2 separate regions of the Oryctolagus cuniculus genome follow, and region 1 is linked to region 2. The links are chromatin contacts, called in public Hi-C maps. All regions are on one chromosome and are shown on one strand. Each heading gives the region's core, a stretch centred on a gene start, on an enhancer-like site or on the middle of the called end of the contact. The rest is flanking DNA. Distances are from core to core; before and after follow the strand shown.

Region 1 (5,681 bases), core at 2,240-4,739, 300 kb before region 2:
GTAAACTGAGGGAACCTTCAGTGGTCGCGGTTGCTCCACAGCTTTGCCCCCATCCCTGTTGAGGGGTGTGTGTCTGCGTCTGGTGGCTGCTGATGGCTCCAGTCCCCTCCCCAGCTGCTCCGCCAGCCAGCCAGCCAGCCAGCCACGTGGCCGGGAGGGTGGGTCTGAAGGGGATACCAGGCAGTCGCTGGCCCTGGTTCCGGGGACTGGGGTGGGGGTGAGCACGGGAAAGCAGGGCGGCTGGCACAGGTCTGGGGTCAGGGGCACCAGGACAGTGGTCTTAGTGGGAGACGCACTGGGAGCAGCTCAGCCATCAAGTTTAAGAACAAGCCCCCCTTTCAAGATCAGAGGGGCAGAGCTGGGGGAGAGGCGGGGGCGGGGGCTGGGAGCCTCATCACATCCACTGTCACATCCACCTGGTGACACAGCGGAATGGCCGTGACCAGGCAGGCAAAGCCTGTTACAGCCCCAGCCCTGCTCCAGGGGAGTCTCTATGGTGTGCTGTGGGTGGCCCCGGCTGGCTGTCTACACTGGCAGCCAGCCAGCCACGGGGGAATTCCTCCTGTGGGTGCTCCCAGCCTGGCCTCAGGTGCTCCCTCACTTCCTCCCGGCTTCCTTTGCAACCGCCTGGGACACCAGTGGGTGGAGCCTGGAACCCCAGCCTCCCTCCCAGGCCCAGCTGCACACAGAATGCTGAGAAAGCCGGAAGCTGGCTGGGGTGGAGGCAGGGAATGGAGTTGGTGAGACGCTACCCTGAGGTTCACGGGGTTGGGGACAGTATCTCTTAGTGCACCTGCTAATGGGCTGGGCTGCCCTGTGTGTGTCTGGGAGTCCAGGTGGGTATGTGTCTGTGTCTCTGTGTGTGTGTGTGTTGGTGTCACCCCATAGCGGTGTCCCCCTCCCCCATCCCACTACAATCTCAGCTCTGGGAAGGCAAGGAGTTTGCTCTGCTTGGTGGCTGTATTGGGGTTGTTACCCATCCGGAGACTGGGATGTGTGCGGCTGCATGCGATTTCCCCGTGGGTCTGTGTGTGTGCATGTGTCAGTGTGCACATATGAGAGTACTTCTAAGTTTCTGTATTTTAGCGCAAATATAAAAAAAATGCAAGTATTCAAAAGTTCACTAAGGGGCTGGTGTTGTGGCATAGCAGGTTAAGCCTCCACCTATGACGCCAGCATCCACATGGGCGCTGGTTCAAGTCCCTGCTGCTCTGCCTCCAATCCAGCTCCCTGCTAATGCGCCTGGGAAAGCAGTGGAGGATGGCCCAAATCCTTGGGCCCCTGCATCCGCGTGGGAGACCCGGATGGAGCTCCCGGCTCCAGGCTTCGGATCGGCACAGCTCCGGCTGTTTTAGCCATTTGGGGAGTGAACCAGTGGATAGAAGACCTCTCTCCCTCTCTCTTTTTCTCTCTCTCTCTCTCTCCCTCTGTAACACCGCCTTTCAAATAAATGCATAAATCTTTTAAAAATTCATTCCAGATGTGTATTATGGAAAAACTATACACAGACTGCGCCTTTCTTTTGCACCCAAATAAACATTTTCCTTTCTCTCTCTTTCTTGGGCGAGGCAGAGAGAACGGGGGATGCCACAGGTTCACCCCCCAAAAAGCCCACCAAGCCAGGGCCAGGCCGGGAAAAGCTGGAATCCAGGGAACTGCGCCTCCCAGAAACGGCGGGCGGCAGGGACCCCCAAGTACGAGCTGCCTCCCCGGGTGTGCGCCAAGCAGGAAGCTGGAATCAGAACCCCGTTATCTCACAGAGGAGGGGCGGGGGTCGGCCCTTGGGGGTGATGCGATGCGTGTGCTCACCCGCTGCCCGTGGAACAAGCATGAATCCCAGTGTTGCTTGGGGCAATGGATGCCTGTGTGTACGTGTGTGTGTAGGGGGGTGCGGGGTTTTGGGGAGGGGTCTTCATCGGGACTTGGGAATATGTCATTGTATTTGTGGGGGAAGCAGATGGGGAGGGGGCACCTCTCAGCCTCCATCAGCCAATGAGGGGTCTTCGTCTCCCGCCCCCCATCCCCACTCCCCCCCGACTCTGCCCTGCACAGCCGGGTCCCTGGGCAAAGCGCTCTGTCGCTTTAAACGGGCTCCCTGCGACTCGGGGCCATTCTTTCCCCCTTTTAATGGCCAGTTTTGGAGGGAGAGTTCTCAAACCTTGGCCCAGGCCACGCCCTGCAAACACTGGCTGCCCGGGACAGGCCGGCGAGTGGGCGCCGCGGCAGCCCCCAGCCCATGGCGGAACTGGGGTGGGGTGGGGTGGGGGGAGAATGCCCCCGCCGGGATCGGCCCTCCGCCAGGGCCCGCGCAGGCCCGCGCGCCCGTGAACTTGGCCGGAGGAGTCCGCCCGATCTCGGCCTCCGAGGGCCGGGTCCGCTCGCGCCCCCAAGAACAAAGCTGGCCGCCGCCCGCCCATCACGCATCGGCCGGCCCCGCCCGCCCCAGCAGGCGGCCCCCTGGGGTTGTGGGTCTGGCGCCCGCGGCGCCCCGTTTCCCGGGGCGGGGAAGGCGAGGGCGGCGGAGCTGCCGCCGGGGCCTCCCCGCCCCCTTCGCCAGCCGCAGCAACAATGGAGGGCCCGGCCCGCAGAGGCCGGGGCGCCCCCGCGGGCCGCGAGCAGGTGCGGCGCGGGGGCCGCCGCCGCGTCCCGCCCCGCCGCGCCCCCGGCCCGCCCGGCGCCCGCGCGCTCACCTCGTTGGGGGCTGCCGCCGCTGGGGCCCCCTCTTCTTTCCAAAACCCGCCCGGAAAGGTCCCCCGGAGCCCAGGCGCCTGCACGGGAAATTGCATTGCGGCGGCGGCGGCCGCGGCTCCGGGGGCCGGGCTGGGGGGTTGGGGAGGAGGGGGCCGCGGGGGGCTCCGGCGCCGGCTCGAACCCGCGGCCGCCGCCGCCCGCCCGCCCGCCTGTCTGTCTCGGTGACGCGCCCGCGCTCCCCGCCGCCGCCCCCTCCCTCCGCCCCGCACCGCGCCGGGCGGTGGGGTTCAGCCGTGGCCGTGAGCGCCCGGCGGCCTTTGGGCCGGGCGCACCCAGGGGACGCACGCCGTGGGGTGGGCGTGAGGGTGGGGGTGCGAGGGGAGAAGCCTAACGGGGCGCCGGGACGCGGCTCCCCGGGGTGGCGGGGGCACACGAGTGCTCGGGCGGGCACCCGCAGGGACCCGGGCGCACACCGACTTTCAAGGAGGGCGGACCGAGGGGGAAGCAGAGTGCAGGGGGCTGCGCACCCACGGGGCTTGGGGAGGGGGGGATTGGGAGGTGAGGGCCACGAGGGGCTTGTCCAGGGACGAGGCTGCACGGAGAGGGACACCCGGAAGTCCCCAGACGCGTGCACAGCCACAGTGCAGCCAGGGACCCGAGGGGGCGCAGGGAAATTGGCAGGCAGGGACCCAGGATACAGCCCCTGCGCAAACACACCAGGTGTGCAGCTTCGGGCTCAGCGCCCAGGGAGACAGACCTCCCCCCCACACACACACCCAGGGAGGTGGTAGACACACCAGGTGCCAAGGGCAGGAGCACCCCCCACCCCGACCCCACCCCACTCCCCAGAAGCACAGGAGACCCCATGGAGGCGCCCACACACACACACAGGCACGGGTGTATCTGGGGTGGCCAGGTGGCGCGGACACGTACACACATCCAAGAGACAGGCATTGAACCAGACCACCGCGTGGGGCTCCCGTGAGCTCCCTGAGACGCACACCAACCCCCCCAACAGCACACAAGTGACTAAGTCACAGGGATATGGGCACAGACCCCTCCCCAGGACACAGGTAGTTCCCAGCCACGGCCACGGCAGGTGGACAGATGGACAGAAGTTCTGTTAGCCTGCATGAGCCAGGGCTGAGCTGACCCCGTAACTCGTTCTCTTTATTTCTGTGCCCCCCACACCACCTCCAGGGAGTGGAGTCCTGCTCTGTACCAAGGACAGGTTTATTTGGGGGCCACGGGAGGGAGGGGGTGTGAGCCAATGAGACGGGAGAGGGCTGCATTCATTCAGTCACCCGTCACAAGCACATACAAGTCTCACTTCCTGCACGCCAGGGCGGCTGTTTGAGGGAGCAATGATTCTATATGGGGAGGTGGCTGCAAGGAGGAGCATCTTCCACAGGACTCTCCTTTTCTGGCCCCCCTCCCCGCCAAAGGCCCAGAGAGAGCCAAAGCCTTGACTTCTTCACCAAGTCTTTCCGCGCCGCCACCAGCAGGGGGCAGAAGACTCCAGAGCCCGTCGCAGTCCTGCTCCGGCGGCGCCTCTACCCGGCTCGCAGGCCCGGGCTCAGATTCTGTCCGCCTGCACAAGCCCCTAGGTAGGCTGGGCCGAACGCAGAGGCCCCACGAGGAAGCTGCTCCGCGTCTCCGCAGAGGTGTCCCCGGCCGGCGGTCCCTGTGAGGATCTAGCTCCCGCCCTTCTTGCTGCACTGCCTTCTCTGGGCCTGGCAAGCAACTTCTGCCTTCCTGAACTGGGTCAGAACGAGAGAGAATTTTCTTGGGCATCACCCGGCCCCTCCGCCCCGGAACCACCCCACCACGAATGTCCCGCGGCGCCTGGTTCCTGGGGCGTAGGAAGCGCCCTCCTGCCCACCGCCATTCCCCGTTCCTGGGGCCCTGCCAGTGCTGACTCACGCGGGCATCTCTGGGCTATGACTCAGCAAAGGCTCTTCCTGCACCCCCCTCCCCAGGAGACTCCCCCCACCGCCCCTGGCCACCTCCTCAAAGGGTCTCCTGGGGACCCAGATGTGGGCGGGGGCGCCTCTCTCGTCATCCAACCAGAGCCCCAAGAGGAGCCGCAGGGAGGCACAGGATACGGGGTCCCTTCGCGTGCACCCGGCTGTGGGGGACCGCGGGCTCTCAGCTCTCAGCAACCCATTAACGACCTCCGTGACTGTTCCTCCCAGAAGCACCTGGAATCCTGCCGCCTGCTGGGCTCCCACGCGCGTCCAGCACCCCTCGTCTTCGCCCAGATCCAGCCACGACGTCCCTGCTCTTGTGGTCAACCCCCAAGGTCTGCCCCTCCCCCACCCCGCCCAGGGCCGGCAGAGGGCGCCTGTGGGCACCCACTCCCAGCCCGGTCCCTCCTCTGCCTAGAGCCTCGTGTGGCTCCCACTTAGCCATGAGCAAAAGCTAAAACCCTCCCCGGAGCCTGCACCCTCTGCCCGGTCCCCGTCCTACCCTCAGTTCCCTCTCCTCTCTCCAGGCGTGTCCAGCCACAGGGCCTTTGCACAGCCACACAGCACCCTGGTTCACGTCTTCCAGGTGTTTGCTGTCTCCTGTGCACACACGTTGGGGTCTCCAGAGTCAGCACTTTCCACCCTGCAGTGTAGACCAGGAACTTGGGCACACCTGGAGCTCACGGTGGAGATGGTCCCCATGCGTGGCCTGCTGGTAGGGGGACAGTTCTGTTGCTACTGGGCAACCAGGCAGAGTGTCCAGTGCAGAGAGCAGGGGATGCGAGAGAGGTACTTGGAGAAAGGCGGTGGAAAGCAGGGAAGACTTCTCAGAGGAGGTGAGGTCATACGGGGGTTTGCCGGCTGGTGAGGAGTTTAGACTGAACTAAGACAAGGCTTCAGAGAGGGTTGGTTTTTTTTGTTTGTTTTTTGTTTGTTTGTTTGTTTTTGGAAGAAAGTCCCTGCATCCGCGTGGGAGACCAGGAGGAAGCTCCTGGTTCCTGGCTTCGGATCGGCCCAGCTCCG
Region 2 (5,210 bases), core at 2,367-4,866:
CCGGAGCCTGGGCGGGGGCAGGGGTCGGCTCGGCCGCTTCCCGCGGAAGGAAGGGCCCGGCGGTTCCTGCCACAGGATGCCGGGGCGACGCCCCCTCCCCAGCCACCTCCGCCGCCGCCGGGGACTTCCCGGGGCCCGGCGGGGCGTTGCTCTACCGCCTGGGACTTGGGGTTCCAGCCCCACCCCCACCCCTTGGTGTGTATCTGGCCTCAAGAGTGAGGCGTGCAAAAATCCCCCACGTTTTCCCGTTCCGAATCTGAGGGAGGCGGCGCTCGCATCGCTCCCACGTGGGTGGACGGGGCGACTGCTGACGCCTGGAGCCCGGCGAGCGCCCGGCCCCTCTCCTCTGGATCTCCCCACCACCACTCCCGCCCGGGCCTCGGGGTCAGGTCTCCCGGGGTCACTGGAGGCCCGACTCGGCCGAGACAGCCGTCGGAAGGCGTGGCCGGCGCTCCTCCGCGCCCCCCCACCCTGCACCTGCGGCTCCTTTGTCCCCGCTGGCCACGCCCCCTCCTCCCCTCAGCCCCCAGGGGCAGCGCCGGCAGCTCCCCCTCTCAGGTAGCGATGCTGGGGAAATTTTAATTAAAATAATTTTTCTTCTTCTCGGGACGGGGTAGAGACCTAGGGCCCGCGGGGGTCTTTCACCACCAAGAGCGAGGCAGGGGTGGGGAGCGGCACAGAAGGCCCATTTCATAGATAGGGAAACTGAGGCTGGAAACAGCAGGCTCTCTTTGGCGTACCGCCCGGAAAACGCTGGAAGTGGAGGCGTAACCAGCATTCCAAAGTCCACCAGTTCAGCTCCATCGCTGGCGGACGCCCGAGGTCAGCCGCGGGAGGAGGCAAGGTCCCCCAAATCGTGCTTACGCCCCCCACTGGGAGAGCGGATTCAGGGGGCGCAGGACCAGCCTGCTCCCTCTCCCGCCCACGCTGTAACCACCGGTCAAACCGGCTCCTGGGGTCCCCCCACCCCGCCCCAGCCGGCCGCAGCCAGCGCGTGACCCCTTAACCCCGCCCCTCCCCCGCCGCGGCAGGAAACCAGACAGGCCAAACTTTTATACTTAAGTCTTTTTTGTCTTCTTTATTTTTCTGACGGTCCCTAACAAAACCGGCTAGGTGAGATTGGCTTTGAAACCACAACCCACCCATCCCCTCCCAAGGAAAAACTCCCGGGGCCACCACAGGAGCCCTCCCCTCCCCATCCCCGACCCCCACCCCCAAATCGGGCCAGCCATGGCCGCCAACCGGTCCCCCAGCTTCAGCCTGCCGTGGGCACGTATTGGGGGTGGGTATGGGGGGCACCGCCACCTGCACAAGACCAGAGAAACCACCTCTCTTCCCAGCCACCACCACCCCCGGGGGGGAGGGGCGCGCCGGGCGTGGGACACTGAACCAGCAGCGGGCGGCGTGGGCGAGGTGATCAGGCTGCCCTCCACCCACGGCGGGGCGGGTCCACACCCCGGACCCTCCCTCCCAGGCCCCGCACCCACGCACGCCAACAGGAAGCGGCCCCGTGACGCAACGCTGACCGCCTGCACAAGTATGTCCCTGGAGGGGGGGAGGAGTCTCCTGGGACTTTGCCACGGCACACGGCGGCTCTTGAAAAAAAAAAAAAACCACGGCAGGCCGGCGTTGAGCCCTCGGTGGGAAAAAACAAAAAACAACAAAATTAAGTCCGACCCTGAGGAAATGAACGGTCCAAGCCCACTCCCCCTGGCTCCCGGTCTGGGAGAGGGTTAAGGCCCGCGTCTCGGTCCATTTAGACAGCACCTGTGGTCCGCGGAAGGCGCCTGCGCCCACGGCTCCTCCGGGTTTGGAGAGGGGGGCGCGCATGGCCAGGGTCCCCCCTCCGGGATGCTCGGCATCTCCCGGCGAGCCGCGCCGCTCCTCTCCGCGCCGCCCCCTCGATGCAGGGCGTGCGCGCGCCTCCGTGTGTTGAGTGGTGGGGAGAGGCTCGTCCCCGCGTCCGCGCCCTCGGGCCGACGACGGTTCAGTTCGCGCGCGCGCGCGTTCTGGGCTCCGGCAAGCGCCCGCCGCCCGGGTGCTCAGAAGGCCACCACGGCGCGCACCAGCACGTTGAGCACACTGTCCTGCGGGCGGCAGGCCGGCTTGGCCTCGCGCGGCGCCGGCGCCGTCGGGGGGCTGGCGGGGCTGCAGTGCAGGAGGCCGGAGAAGCGCCTTTGGAGGACCTGGGCCAGGTTGGGGAAGGCGCCCTCGCTCTGCGCCGGGGCGGGCTGCAGGCGATCGGCGACCCTCGCCGCCGCCGCCGCCTCCTCGTCCGGGTCCGCCTCCATGCTCTCTTCCTCTTCCTCCAGGCGGGCCCTCTTGCTAGGGATCAGTCCCGGGTCCCCGCCGTCGCTCAGGCTGCAGCTGCTCCGTCGCTTGCGGCTCGCCTTGGCTGGGCGCAGGGCGCAGCGGGCAGGGGCCGCCGCCTCCTCCTCGGCTCCCGGCGCCTCCTGCGTGTCCATGGGCTCGGGCGAGGGCTGCTCACCGTCGGGGGGCGCTGCCTCGGTCGTGGCTTCTTCCGCTTCCCGCGGCGGGTGCAGGCGAGGGTCGGCGGGGCGGGCGGGCGGCAGGGGCGCGTCCGGCTCGTGCGCCTCCACCTTGGCCGAGAGGTAGAGCTCCCGGGCGCTGCGCATGACCAGCGACAGCTGTAGGCTCCGGTGCAGCCGCAGGCCGCCGCGCTGCATGCGGGAGTGGTACAACTTCCACACCGACAGGGTCATGATGCGCTGGGCTTCCTTCTGCACCTCCATCGCGGTTCGACGGCGGACGGGACGGGCGGCAGGTGCACTCGGGGCGGGGGGGTACGACGCGCTCGCTCACGCTTCTCCGCGCCGGGACACCGCTAGGACGCTCTGCCCCGGCGCCCGCCACCCGAGCCCTTTTATACCCCGGGTGACGTCACAGGGACGCCCCGCCCAGTAAGAAGGCCGCATCCGGGCTTTCCGCGGCCCCGTGGCCGGAGCCTCCTTAAAGCGACAGGGTGCAATTTACTCGCGGTGATGGAAAAAGGGGGACAGGAGGGGAACCCCGGCCTACGGTGGAGTCCCCCCCGCCCCGAGGGGACGCTGAGCTCTCCGAGTGCGGGCCCTGGGGAGGGGCGGCGCGGGTGGGGCTCCGGGCCCGCCCACGTGCTCGCGCCGTCTGCACCCAGGGCCCCTTAGCCCGGGAGGCTCGGGGCCGAGCCGGTCATTCCCTCCCGTCGCCCAGCCGTCTGAGCTTAGGGGCGCTGGCTGCGTGTTGGGTGCTAAGCTCTCTTCTTGCGCGGGATGGCGCTGCTGGGCTCCGGAGCTCGAACGCCCACCGGGCGGAGGGGGCGGGTGTGGGTGGTCGTCCGCAGACTCCGGAACGCAGCCCAGCCATCGCCCACAGGCTCACCGCTGCGATGCGACACCCCCCAGGTGGGCTGGGCCCCGGCCGCAAACGGGGCACGGGCCCCGGCGACGAACACGTGGCTGCCGCCCCCCGTCGGCGGCGGAGGAGAGGGGGCCCTGCTCTGCCTCTGCGCCCCGGGGGGGCGGAGCTGGAAACTGAGCCACGCGGAGAAAACATCGGCCCCACCCTCCGCCACGAGAAGACTCAATTCCCGTAGCTTAAAAAAAAAATAGAAAAAAAAAAGAACATTGTTCAAATGGTTGCATTCACTCGTGGTGCGGGCCCTTTAAGAGGCGCCCTCCACCCCCCTCCCCCGGCTTACGCAGCCTTCCCGCCACTGGGGCCCCGCTGACTTCCACAGCTAAATTTGGAAGAAGTGACGTAGGGCGAACGCGCCAGCCACTTCCGGCTGCCCATATAAGGACATGGGGCTGGGAGCACCACGGCGGGCGGGAGCGGGCTTCCGGGGGCGGAGCCTCGGCTCTGGGCACGCCCCCTCCTCCGCCCCCGCCCCACCCCCGTGCGCGCGGACTGCCGCGGCCGGCTGGAGCCTGGGGCTTCTGGGGGCGGGGCCTCGGCCCGGACACGCCCCCTCCGCGGCTGCCGCCCCGCCCCCGCGCGGCCGGCTGGAGCCTGGGGCTTCCGGACTCGGAGTCCGTCGGGGCCGGGCGTGTGGGGCGGGGGAAGAGGAAGGCGGCGTTTCCTTCCCTCGTGGGGGCCAGGAAGGAGCGACGCCCCTCCGGGCAAGCACCCCGCCCGCGCGGGCTCCCACTACGGAACCCCCCGACGGCGGCGACCCTGAAAGGACCCCCCAAATCACCTCATCCTTAACCGATCCCGCCCCTGCCCTACAGTCCAGAAGTCCCGTCTGCAGGCCGCACACAGCGGCGACTCTGCCCCACACCACGGGCGACCCCCGGAGGCATCCCGCACACCCTCCCGAGAGGGGAGACCCGGCCCCCCACCTCCGATTTCCCGGGGACCTTCACCGGGGTGCCTCCTCAGGGGTCCCCCTCAGGCTCGCGCGCCCAGGTGACACCACACCCGCCCCCCAGGGGTCTCCTCCCGCGGTCGCTCCGCCCCAATACGACCTCGGGGGTTCTCCCCCCACCCACCCACGCCCTGCAGGAAGAGCGCCGCTAAAATGCCCGCAGCCCTTCCCACACCTGCTGCTGGGGACCCTGGGCTGGGACGGACGCCCCGGGGCGGGCTCCGGGGATGGAACCCACTGACCCCCCACCCTTTCTCAGCTGGAATCCGACTATTATTATTTACACTGCCTCAAAAGCAAACAATTCACTTAGACTGCGAACCCCTCCCGCCCATTCAACGGCCCGGCACTGTGACTGAGAAGGCGGGACATGCGGACCGGAAGTGTGGCCTTTGCCCACACCCAAGATGGCGGCAGCGGGAACGGAAGTTTCCTCCTTTCGGACCTCTCTCTCCTCTGGAGGTCCCGCTCTCGATGGTGGCGAACCGGGGGCGGGGGTGGCGGCGCTTCCTCCTGGGCTGCGAGGCAACCAAGTGGCTCGCGAGCCCCAGCCCGGAGGGGCTGCGGCCTCCTGGGGGAGGGGGGCGGCCATGTCTCTCGAAGATCCATTCTTTGTAGTGCGAGGGTGAGTGACAGCGACGGGGCCGGGGAGGGCGATCGGTGCGCGCGCCGGCCGTCGGGGCTGGGGTCTCCGGGAGGGTCTGGGGGTGGGGGTGGGGGTCTCTGGAGCCTCAGGTTCGTTCGGGGGCGACGCGATTGGGTCCGCCTGCCCCCAGCCGCGCTGCTGCTGTGCCCCCGCCCGCAGCGAGGTGCAGAAGGCGGTGAACACGGCCCGCGGGCTGCA

Evidence for each region. A called contact is a pair of places that touch in the nucleus more often than the background predicts.
Region 1: a Hi-C map of an unstated tissue shows a contact between it and region 2, with 2.6 times the contacts expected there. The contact joins the promoter of NANOS3 here to the promoter of IER2 in region 2. A contact is called at or near these places in 2 of 6 Hi-C or Micro-C datasets (ear pinna and an unstated tissue).

What each region holds. Positions count from the first base shown.
Region 1 is chr16:62,851,626-62,857,306 of mOryCun1.1, reverse strand. It overlaps NANOS3 (nanos C2HC-type zinc finger 3), which reads right to left and starts at 3,489. Exons shown (of 4, transcript XM_070058875.1): 1 at 2,691-3,489. LOC138845642 (a long non-coding RNA gene) reads right to left here and starts at 5,035. Exons shown (of 2, transcript XR_011382858.1): 1 at 4,893-5,035; 2 at 3,907-4,451. It overlaps LOC138845643 (a long non-coding RNA gene), which reads left to right and starts at 478. Exons shown (of 2, transcript XR_011382859.1): 1 at 478-836; 2 at 1,227-1,474.
Region 2 is chr16:62,548,992-62,554,201 of mOryCun1.1, reverse strand. It overlaps IER2 (immediate early response 2), which reads right to left and starts at 3,616. Exons shown (of 1, transcript XM_051839495.2): 1 at 1,051-3,616. The coding sequence starts at 2,753. The coding sequence ends at 2,043. STX10 (syntaxin 10) reads left to right here and starts at 4,722. Exons shown (of 8, transcript XM_051839491.2): 1 at 4,722-4,991; 2 at 5,143-5,210. The coding sequence starts at 4,737.